Linked DNA regions of Astyanax mexicanus: region 1 is linked to region 2. Evidence: chromatin contacts called from public Hi-C data. All regions are on one chromosome and are shown on one strand. Each heading gives the region's core, a stretch centred on a gene start, on an enhancer-like site or on the middle of the called end of the contact. The rest is flanking DNA. Distances are from core to core; before and after follow the strand shown. Region 1 holds the start of LOC103026644 (polynucleotide kinase 3'-phosphatase). Region 2 holds the start of si:ch211-11n16.2 (zinc finger FYVE domain-containing protein 1).

Region 1 (4,864 bases), core at 432-2,931, 200 kb before region 2:
ATATATATATATATATTATATATATATATATATATATATATATATATATATATATATATATATATATATTTATTTATTTATTTATTTAATAGATTTAAAATTGAAATTGAAGGGTGCACAAATTTACAAAAAGGACATGGATCAGATATATTCCATAAGTAAATAATAGTCCTAAGGGGCCTACACAATTAATAATCTTTCATTAATACTTCTTTCTATTGTTCAGTCCACTCCTGATCAGTTCAGTTAATTTCAGCCCTCTCCACATTTTCTCTCTCTCCAGCTCAACCATCTCTTCCACCCCTTCTAAATAATACATTACATTACATTATAATACATTACCACAATACTTGAGATTTAAACAAATTCTAACAAACCCTAAAACTAGCCCTGAACTAATAGAGTTTGGAAATGATAGTTATTGGCTGATCAGGCACATCAGGGCAGGGCATTATATATATATATATATATATATATATATATATATATATATATATATATATATATATATATATATATATATATATATATATTTTTTTTTTTTTTTTTTTTTTTTTTTTTTTTTTTCTCAAACCCTGAATATCTATCTAGCTAATTCTAAAGTTAAGCTGTATTTTATTAAACACACAGTGGGTTTAATTTATGTTTTGATTCAGAGAAGAGTCTTTTTAACCAGCTATCAGAAACAATCTCATCACAGTTTACATGGTTAATTACCTTTCTTTTAGAAAAATCTCCGTATATCCAGATTAGTTTTAACGACAGCTGCTCCGACTAGCTGCCTGAACTCACAGCGAGGGGAGGGGCGGGGCTTCCCGCACACTAAACTGCGCTCCGCAAAACCAGCTAGCTGATTGGCTGTTTCTCCTGAAAGGCGGGACTTTCTCCTTGAACCGGCACCACGATTGGTTAAGAGACACACAGCGGTCAGTGCATTGTCGCCTGTGGCCTATATATATTTTTTATTTAGTATAATACGGGAAATTTACGGGAAAATACTAAAACGGGAGGACGGCGGGAAAGAGGAATAAAATACGGTAGTTTCCCGGCCAAAACGGGAGACTTGACAGGTATGCCTTAGGGTCTCTGTATAATACAGAAGAGGCTGTAAGGGTGTATTTACCCTGATGTCTGGAACACTGTTTATCCTTCACTCCAGACTCAGGACCCCGACCCAGGATCAGGGCGCGTCCATCACACAGCTCCACCCGGGCTCCTGAGGGACTCAGTAGTGCACACTTCATTCCGAGGAGTGCGGTCGTTTACTTATCTGTTCCCTACGCTCTACGACCAGCAACCTGTAGTTAAATAAAAAGGATTTAATACACTTATTCCTCACTTATCATTTATTTTACGGCTTTAAATCACATCAGAATTATACATATTAATATTAATATAATCCTACATCACAGAACATTTAAATACACTTAGCATATCTTAGCTAACTAACACTAAACTAAACAGAAACAGCTCTCCACCACCTTCAAGCAGCTAACATACTAACCAGCCAAACGCGAAACAGCGCACTGACCAGATTACGACTTTAAAACGCCTTCAAGACTTTAAAAACGACAGAAAACAAGGATAATAGTTAGTCGGCTAACAAACTATCTAAACAGCTACACAACGCGTCCCTTTCAACAGCCCACTCTGTCCCAATCCAGCCCTCGCTCACTTCCCATACGCACTTCAAAGCGCAGGAAAAAACACAGAAAGGAAATAGGGGGGTTACTTTCTTTACAACACATCTAAAATCTCAGTTTATCACCCGTCCTGATAAATATTATTGTTTTAAATACTTTTTTGACCTTTTAAACGCAAGATAAAGTAGAACAAACAATAATACAGTGCGTTATATTGATTTATTAACGTTAACATTAAAAAAGAACAAAAGAGACATCCCTTTAAAATAATAATAAATAGATTTTCCCAAGTGGAAGTCAAGCCACAGCTGTTTTAATGGCAAGACTACCTATTTCCGGTACCGCCCGCTATGCCGTATTATTATAATCAGATAATGCAACTGCGCACCGCTAGAGAGAGCCCGCGAGAAAGTCCTTCATAAATAGAGAAAAATAGAGCTAAACGGCAAAAACTTTATTTAAAAACATAACTAACTATTTACCCTGTATATTAATTGTATTTTGGAAAGTACAATGAAGTATTTTACTAAAAAAGTAAAGAAATCTAGTCTATATTGTTAAATGTCTCTACAGTAAACGGGTTTTATTCAGTAAAGGCGCTAGCATTGCTGCTAGTCAGTGTTGATTGGTTGGTGAGTTCCTACTGAAGGTATTGCTCCTAAGTCTCCTAAAAAAAACTTTAGCATGTCGTTATAACGAGAAACTCTCGTTTTTATGAGCTTTAATATAGTTTAAACGACAAAGTATGTCGTAACAACATAGTATGTTGTAATTATAAAACAAACATAGCATTAGTATGAGAAACTAACTCGTTGTTATGAGTTACTGTGTCGTATTTATAAAATAAATGTCATAATTACGAGAAAATATCTTGTTTTTTGAGATATTGTAATAATAAAATAAACATCCCCTAATTTAGAGAAACTACCTATTTTTAAAAATCACTGTCGTAATTATAAAATACATATCCCATTATTATGAAAAAGTATCTTGTTTTTAAGTAATGTTGTTAAAACAACATTGTATGTCGTAATTATAAAATAAACATCTTGTAATTATAAGAAATCTGTTTTTTGTAAGTTACTATGTCGTACTTCAGAAAAAAAAGGGCTTCTTGTTATGACACGCTAAAGCTTTTTTTTTTTTTTTTATCATACTTGGCACCAATATTATTGCGCAATACTCTTAAACCACTGCATTGAGTCTGTTAATATGGCCCAGTGCTGTGTTCCCTGCTGTATTAATAGATCCGAGTCTAAAAAGACGACCCAACTGTCTCTGAACTGCGTGGGTGCTAACTATGAGATAGCTAACGCTAGCAACCACAGAGAAAAAAGACCCCTTTTGGATATGATTGATATATGCTAGCTATGGATTTAGTACAGTGTCTCTTACTGTATACAGATATTTAGTGCTTCTTTTGCCTTAGATGTTACTCAGTCAAAGTAATTATATCTTTAGCTAGCCTAGCCTGTGGCGCTAACGCTAACTAACTAAGTTAGTTAGCTCGCTTGCTAATGGCAAAGCCAAACTGCCTTTTTCCGATATCCTTGATATATGCTGTGGGTTTATTGCGATACTTTTTTGCTATAAAGTCACATTTTTGTGTTCTGTTCTTTGTTGCCCAACTACAGCAAAGATAAACTCTGATTTTGCTCAGTTGCTTCATATGAACTTATTAATTCTGGAGCGCCCTCTGGAGGCTGAATAAACAGGGTAAACGGTCTGGAGTGGGTGCTCTTCTCTATATAGACTCTCTGTTGAACGAAGGGGAGGAGGAGAGGGGTCTGGACTAAAATTTCCTACAGATTAATGATCTATCAGTTCCTCCTGCAGGCAGTTAAGAGAAAATCATTCTGGTAAAATTACAGCACAGCATAAATATATCACGATTTAACGTCGGAATTAGCTGGATAAACCTGTAATATTAAGAAGTACAGTTCATTCTACAGCCAGTAGGACAGCACCTCAAATCAAACCATGTAAGTAAAGCGAAAGTGAATACATCATTCATTTCTGGGTTTGAGTTCCAATCGGACTTTGAAACTTTTTGGAAATTAAATTATATTTATATTTTTTATAATACTTTATTACGAAAGGGACATGTACAAATTGTAGCATTTATTTGTAGCATATATTTGAACATACACAGGATCTCCACCCTCTTATGAACATATGCATAACTGTTTGAAAGATTTATGGTTTAAAAAGATTTACAAAACATGAATTATCTAAGAGTCAACATGTCCCAACGTGAAGTATTTTTTTATTTTTATTTTAAACAGATATTTTATGAATTGTGTGTCTGAATTCTCACCAGCAAATGATTTCACTTTTTTACTGTAGAGTAATTTACCACAGCATGACTAAAACTCGAATGTGAGAAATCCCAGAGCATAAAAAGATAGATATTGAGTTAAAGTCTGGAATTTAAAATAAGTTAATTTTTACTTGAAAATTGTTTCAGCATTACAGATATATAAAAGGAACATATATCAATAGATACTTTAGAAAAGAGTAAAAGTACATCAACAGGTCAACACAATGTATAATTGTATCTCTATAGATCAACACATTCACAACCCAGAGAGAGAGAGAGAGAGAGAGAGTGCAAATGACATGTAAATCAATAGGATCCAATGCAACTGGATAGTATCTTTTAATTTGGCTACATCAACAGAGTCCAGTTAACAGTTTGTTGTCCAGCTCCAGTGACGTGATCAGCTCCAGCCTGTCTGGGCAGCACGTTCTTATCATGGTGTCTGTGAGAAGATGAAACAGAAGAAAAAAAAAAGGTGTATGGGAAGATCTTAACTAGAATTCATTATGGTCCAGTTAGAGGAAATTTCGAAAGGCCAAGGTCTGGACCGATTGTTAACTTGTGTTATAATTAGGTGCTATATCCTGTAAGGTTGTTTGAAATGAATGATAAAAAAATATATAATAATAATAATAATAATAATAATAATAATAATAATAATAATAATAATAATAAATATAGCCGCAAGCGGCAATCATCGGGTTCAAGCACCAACTTGCACAATGGTGCCTACTGGAGCATTGAATGGTGATGTGTAAGAAGGTCTAATATGATTGGAGATGCCCTGTCACATTTAGAAATTATCAAGTTTTTCACCTGTTATTAATGTTGAGCAGAGGCCTTTCAACCTGATCAGTGCTTAAATTCACATGTAAATCTAGTGAACTTTGTAGGATATTCA
Region 2 (4,760 bases), core at 682-3,181:
CAGCAGGTGGCACCAGCAGGTCTACTGTATTTTTAAAAGCCCAGCTAACAAATAGGACAAAAAGTAACATTCTACATTCTATTCAATAAATATACAGTTTCTGCTGATGCTATATTTTGAACACAAGCACACCTTTCTGCTGCACAGCACGTTTGTATTACTCCTCTGGTGAGAACTTCACTATAACTCAACAGGGAGAGTTTACGGGAATTTTAAGCCGCAGTATCCCTTTAAAACTGGACTTAATTTAGCAACTATTAAACATCCATCTCACTCATTCCTGTTTCAGATTTTCATTTATGCATCTGATTTTGTATTTGGTTATCAAACTTTAAAATTCTAAGTTGTTATATAGAATTAATCATGAATTATTATTTTTCAACAGCAAATTTCACCAAGTTTAAAACACACAAAAAAATGTGAAAAATCTAATGCATAAATCAAACCATTAAATATTTAAACTTCATTAAATCTCAATGATTTTTTAATCCCTTGTACTCTGTGGATTTCTTATATCCTAAGGATAATTGGCATAAAGGTGGTCAAACTATTATGCTTGATTAGTGTATATTTCATAGCCTTATATTCATTATTCCTAAGTAAACACTTGGTACTAGCTATATTAATTTATAGCTATATTTATGTAAGATTTTGCCACAGTAACCAAAACATAATTCAATATATTAATTGTATTATTACTGTTTAAGTAAGTAAGTAATGTTGATTTATGTAGAACTGTACTAGCACATCTCACAAAGTGCTTTACAGATAAAATAAAAATAGATAAATATATAAAAATAAACAAAAATAATCTACAACACAAAAGATCGAAGAACGAAGGTATCAAATGTCAACATAATCTTTAAGATTCAGAAACAAGAGTTTAGATCGGACTCAAAAAATCCAGCTGGACCTTATCCAAGCAAAGAATCTAAAAACATTGCTAAAAAACAAGAGAATAAAATAAGTTTCTTAAAAATATGAACCAGTGCTGAAAGTCTGAGGTCAGCAAGGAGATCGATCCACAGTCTGGAAGCTGCAAAAGCCTGGTCACTCTTTAAGTTTAGTTTAGTTTGTGGAACAGTCAGTAACCCTTGTTTGGTGGATCTTACAGATTTAGCATTATTAAGTGAACATAAATGCTCAGTAATATAAATGTAAGCCTCATTATGTACAACCTGCTGGATTCTACAGAATATCTCACCGGCACCCACATTAACACTAAAGCCAGATCAGAAGATGCTTTGCACTTGGTTTAATTAAAATGCTCATCATTGAGTGAATCCAGAAATTAACCCGATTCTGCCTTTTGCTCTGAGAACTTTTCACTGCTTTCTGTAAAAACTTTATAATTCAGTATTGTATTCTTACTTTCAGTCCTTTAGTCTAATAAACTACTGCAAACTTAATTACAAAAAAATGTTGAATACTTCAGTACTTTTATTAAAGTGTGTAGTACTTTTACTTCCACTTGAGTCTAGGTCTTACATGCCTTAAAATCACATCCACATTACTAACAGACAGCCTTGCCTTCAGCCCAGCATAATCAAGGTCTAACTGCACCTTATTGGACACATCCTCCCACGATAAGGACATCTGTCTGGTCCCCACTCAACCTGGGAAAGTTCTGAGACATCCAGACTTTAATAGCTGTCACATAGTTTGTAAGATTGGCCAGTGTCCCAATGTCATTTATGTATACTGCTAAATAAATCTGAGTATCATCAGCATACAAATGAAAAGAGACATTTAAATTGCCAAATGTCTTTAATGTTTAATGTTAAATGGCAGTAAATCCCCCAATTTTAGGTCTCCATAAAGTATTACGGCCTTAACTTTAGGTACTTCCCAGAGCTGGATTATCATCTGGAGTGCAGTCAGCAGGAGGCTGTGTCACATTTCCCGCCCTCAGCCCCTCAGTCTGCGCCCTACAGAGCGCGGAAGAGCAGAGCAGAGGGAGCGGGCACCGCGGACACTACCGTGCGGTGAAGTTCCCTCACTAACTCGCCTTTCATGTACGATACCCTGCCTTCATCTTTATCCTCCTCCTCACAGACATGTCGGAGATGCTGCTGAAGGAGATGGAAGAGGTCTCTCTGGGTCCGCCGTCCAAGAAAGAGGAGAAGGAGCGGGAAGGCCGGAGTTTCCTCTTAGTGGATGGAAGCGAAGCTCTGCAGGTAAGTTAGCTAAAGCGAGCCCTCAGAACGTCATCTAGGGTGCATGTCAACAATAGCCAGGCTAGGCTAACTGAGCTGTGGGGAGATAATAACGAAATACGCTGAAAATAAATACATTTGATTTCAGAGGGACATGTGACAGTATTTTGTGTAGCTGCCACACAGTTCTCCCCAGTCTCTAAGCAAGCTGTCAGGTTGTGTTTGTTAGTTTAAACAGACTTTAAATGGTGTAAAAACAAGTCAGTGTTTTGTCACTAGGTTAGCTATGCTAAGCTAAGCTAAACTAAGTAGTAGCTTCGGTAAGCGTGCAAGACATTAATGTTAACCAATACTGTGCTAGGTAGCTATGCTAACAAAGTTATTTAAAACTAGTAACATAGCTAACCTAGTTAATCTAATTATTAAGGATTTGTTAGACTGTAGTGCTAGCTAGGTTAGTTCAACTGTCTTACTGACAACTAAACAAAGCAAGAAGATACTAGAGTTTTGAGTTCTGAAGAAAGTCTAGAAAACAGATTTAGCTCACAGGCGAATGACAAATACGTTAATCACGGAGGAATAGGTGTCTGTTAGTTTAAACAGACTTTAAATGGTGTAAAAACATGTCACTGTTTTGTAGCTAGCTAAGCTAAGCAACCATGTGAGTCTCTAGGCTGCTAGCTATGCTAACAAACAAAGCACTGTATTCTTGCCATCTTCTTTTTTTAGACAGTGTTTGGTTGTGTAGATAAATACTTATAATTACAGAGGGACATGTGACAGTATTTTGTGTAGTTTCCACAAGGTTCTCCCCAGTCAGTAAGCTAGCTGTCATGTTTTGTTTCTTAGTTTAAAAAGACTTTTTAAATGGTGTAAAAACAAGTAAATGTTTTGTAGCTAGCTATGCTAAGCTAAACTACGCCTGCAGTAGCCTAGGGACAAAGAGTAGCTTACAGTAATTTAGATAAGCGCACAGTTACATAAACCAGTAGTGTGTTAATTAGCTATGCTAACAAAGCACATATCTTGCAATCCTTTAATTGTAGTCAGTATGTGTTTGGGTGTGTAGATTCGCTAGTAAACCTTGTTATTACGGATGTATTAGAGTATTGCGTTAACTACTCAACTTACTGATAACTAGATAGATAACTAACTAGATAGGTTAGATATTTTATTGATCACAGAGGGAATTATCTAGAACTAAGCAAGGCAAGCACAGATACAGGAAGCTTAAGTTCTGGAGAAAGTGTAGAAAAACAAACCTAGCTCACAGGCGAGTGGCACAAATACGTTAATCACGGTGGAATAGAAACAGACTTTAAATGGTGTAAAAACATGTCACTGTTTTGTAGCTAGCTATGCTAAGCTAAGCAGGCGTACAGTAGTACATGAACCATGTGAGTCTCTAGGCTGCTAGCTATGCTAACAAACAAACAAAGCACAGTATTCTTGCCTTCTCTTCTTTTTTTTAACAGTGTGTTTGTTTGTGTGTACCTAGTTGATCAAAAAAAAGTTAACCTAAGGATTAACTTAGATAAAAGACTGTAGTAAACTTAACTACTGACAACTGATACAGGAGGCTTTAGTTCTGGAGAAAGTTACAATTGATGAAAGTTTGTAAAAGTAACATAGCATAGATAAGATAAATGCGGTGAAACTAGCTGGTTAGCTAGTGAAATAAATATATTCTTAACACTGAGTAATACCTCGATGGCAATAGCATTTAAGTGTAATTGCCATAAGATTTCCACTACTAAAGCAGCCACCAGGCTTTTGATTGTTGGGTTAAATAGAGTTTATATCGAAAGCAAAGTGTCCATGTTTTGGATTTATGCTAATCTAAGATAAACTAAGCTTACAGGACAAGAACTAAGTGAACCACCAGGCTGCTAGCTAGCTATGCTAACAAAACACAGTGTTCTTGTCTCATCTTATTATTACTATTGAATGTGTGTTTGGCTATGTAGGTAGTTAATAAGAACAGTTGGGGAAAAATTCTAAGTGTAATAACAATGTTGGATATCCCGATGTCAGTGTGTTGCACAATAAATGAATGCTATTGAAATGTACACTCCAAATTCCAATAGAAATGCTGCAAAATTACTTTCATTTTAAAGTTCATGACATTTGGAGAAAATTATGTTTTTATCTTCTATGAAACCAAGCATATTCTTAAGGCCCAGGGATTTGGAAATTTCTTTAGTCCTCCAATTAAATAAAAGTACAAAAATGTTTGCCCTCAAATTTATGTAAATATGGATATAAAGGTAACAAAAATCCTATCCAAAAATGTATATCCTATTATAATTTTTATAACTGTTTATTATCATAAAAACAAAACACTCTAGACTATTACCTAGAACCATGTGCATTAAATAGTGTTTTACAAATATGTTGAAGTTTAAGCTTGAGCTTAAAGATTTAAGATTGATATTTAAATTTAAGTAAAACTAGCTTTAAACACAGGTTCACTAATTAGTTTTCCTTTACTACACTGCATGTACAGAGGTTGGACAATGAAACTGAAACACTGGGTTTTAGATCACAATAATTTATTGTCCCGACGGACATTTCTGGTGGAAACAGGATAGTTGATGTGCAATA

The links. Hi-C and Micro-C count contacts between places; a contact is called where the count stands out from the background.
Region 1: a Hi-C map of blood shows a contact between it and region 2, with 4 times the contacts expected there. The contact joins the promoter of LOC103026644 here to the promoter of si:ch211-11n16.2 in region 2. A contact is called at or near these places in 2 of 3 Hi-C or Micro-C datasets (blood and muscle).

The regions. Positions count from the first base shown.
Region 1 is chr18:32,502,109-32,506,972 of AstMex3_surface, reverse strand. It overlaps LOC103026644 (polynucleotide kinase 3'-phosphatase), which reads right to left and starts at 1,681. Exons shown (of 18, transcript XM_049466915.1): 1 at 1,532-1,681; 2 at 1,124-1,298. The coding sequence starts at 1,244. zgc:162193 (TRPM8 channel-associated factor homolog) reads left to right here and starts at 3,258. Exons shown (of 7, transcript XM_049467264.1): 1 at 3,258-3,625. The coding sequence starts at 3,624.
Region 2 is chr18:32,306,256-32,311,015 of AstMex3_surface, reverse strand. It overlaps si:ch211-11n16.2 (zinc finger FYVE domain-containing protein 1), which reads left to right and starts at 1,931. Exons shown (of 11, transcript XM_007234519.4): 1 at 1,931-2,177. The coding sequence starts at 2,058.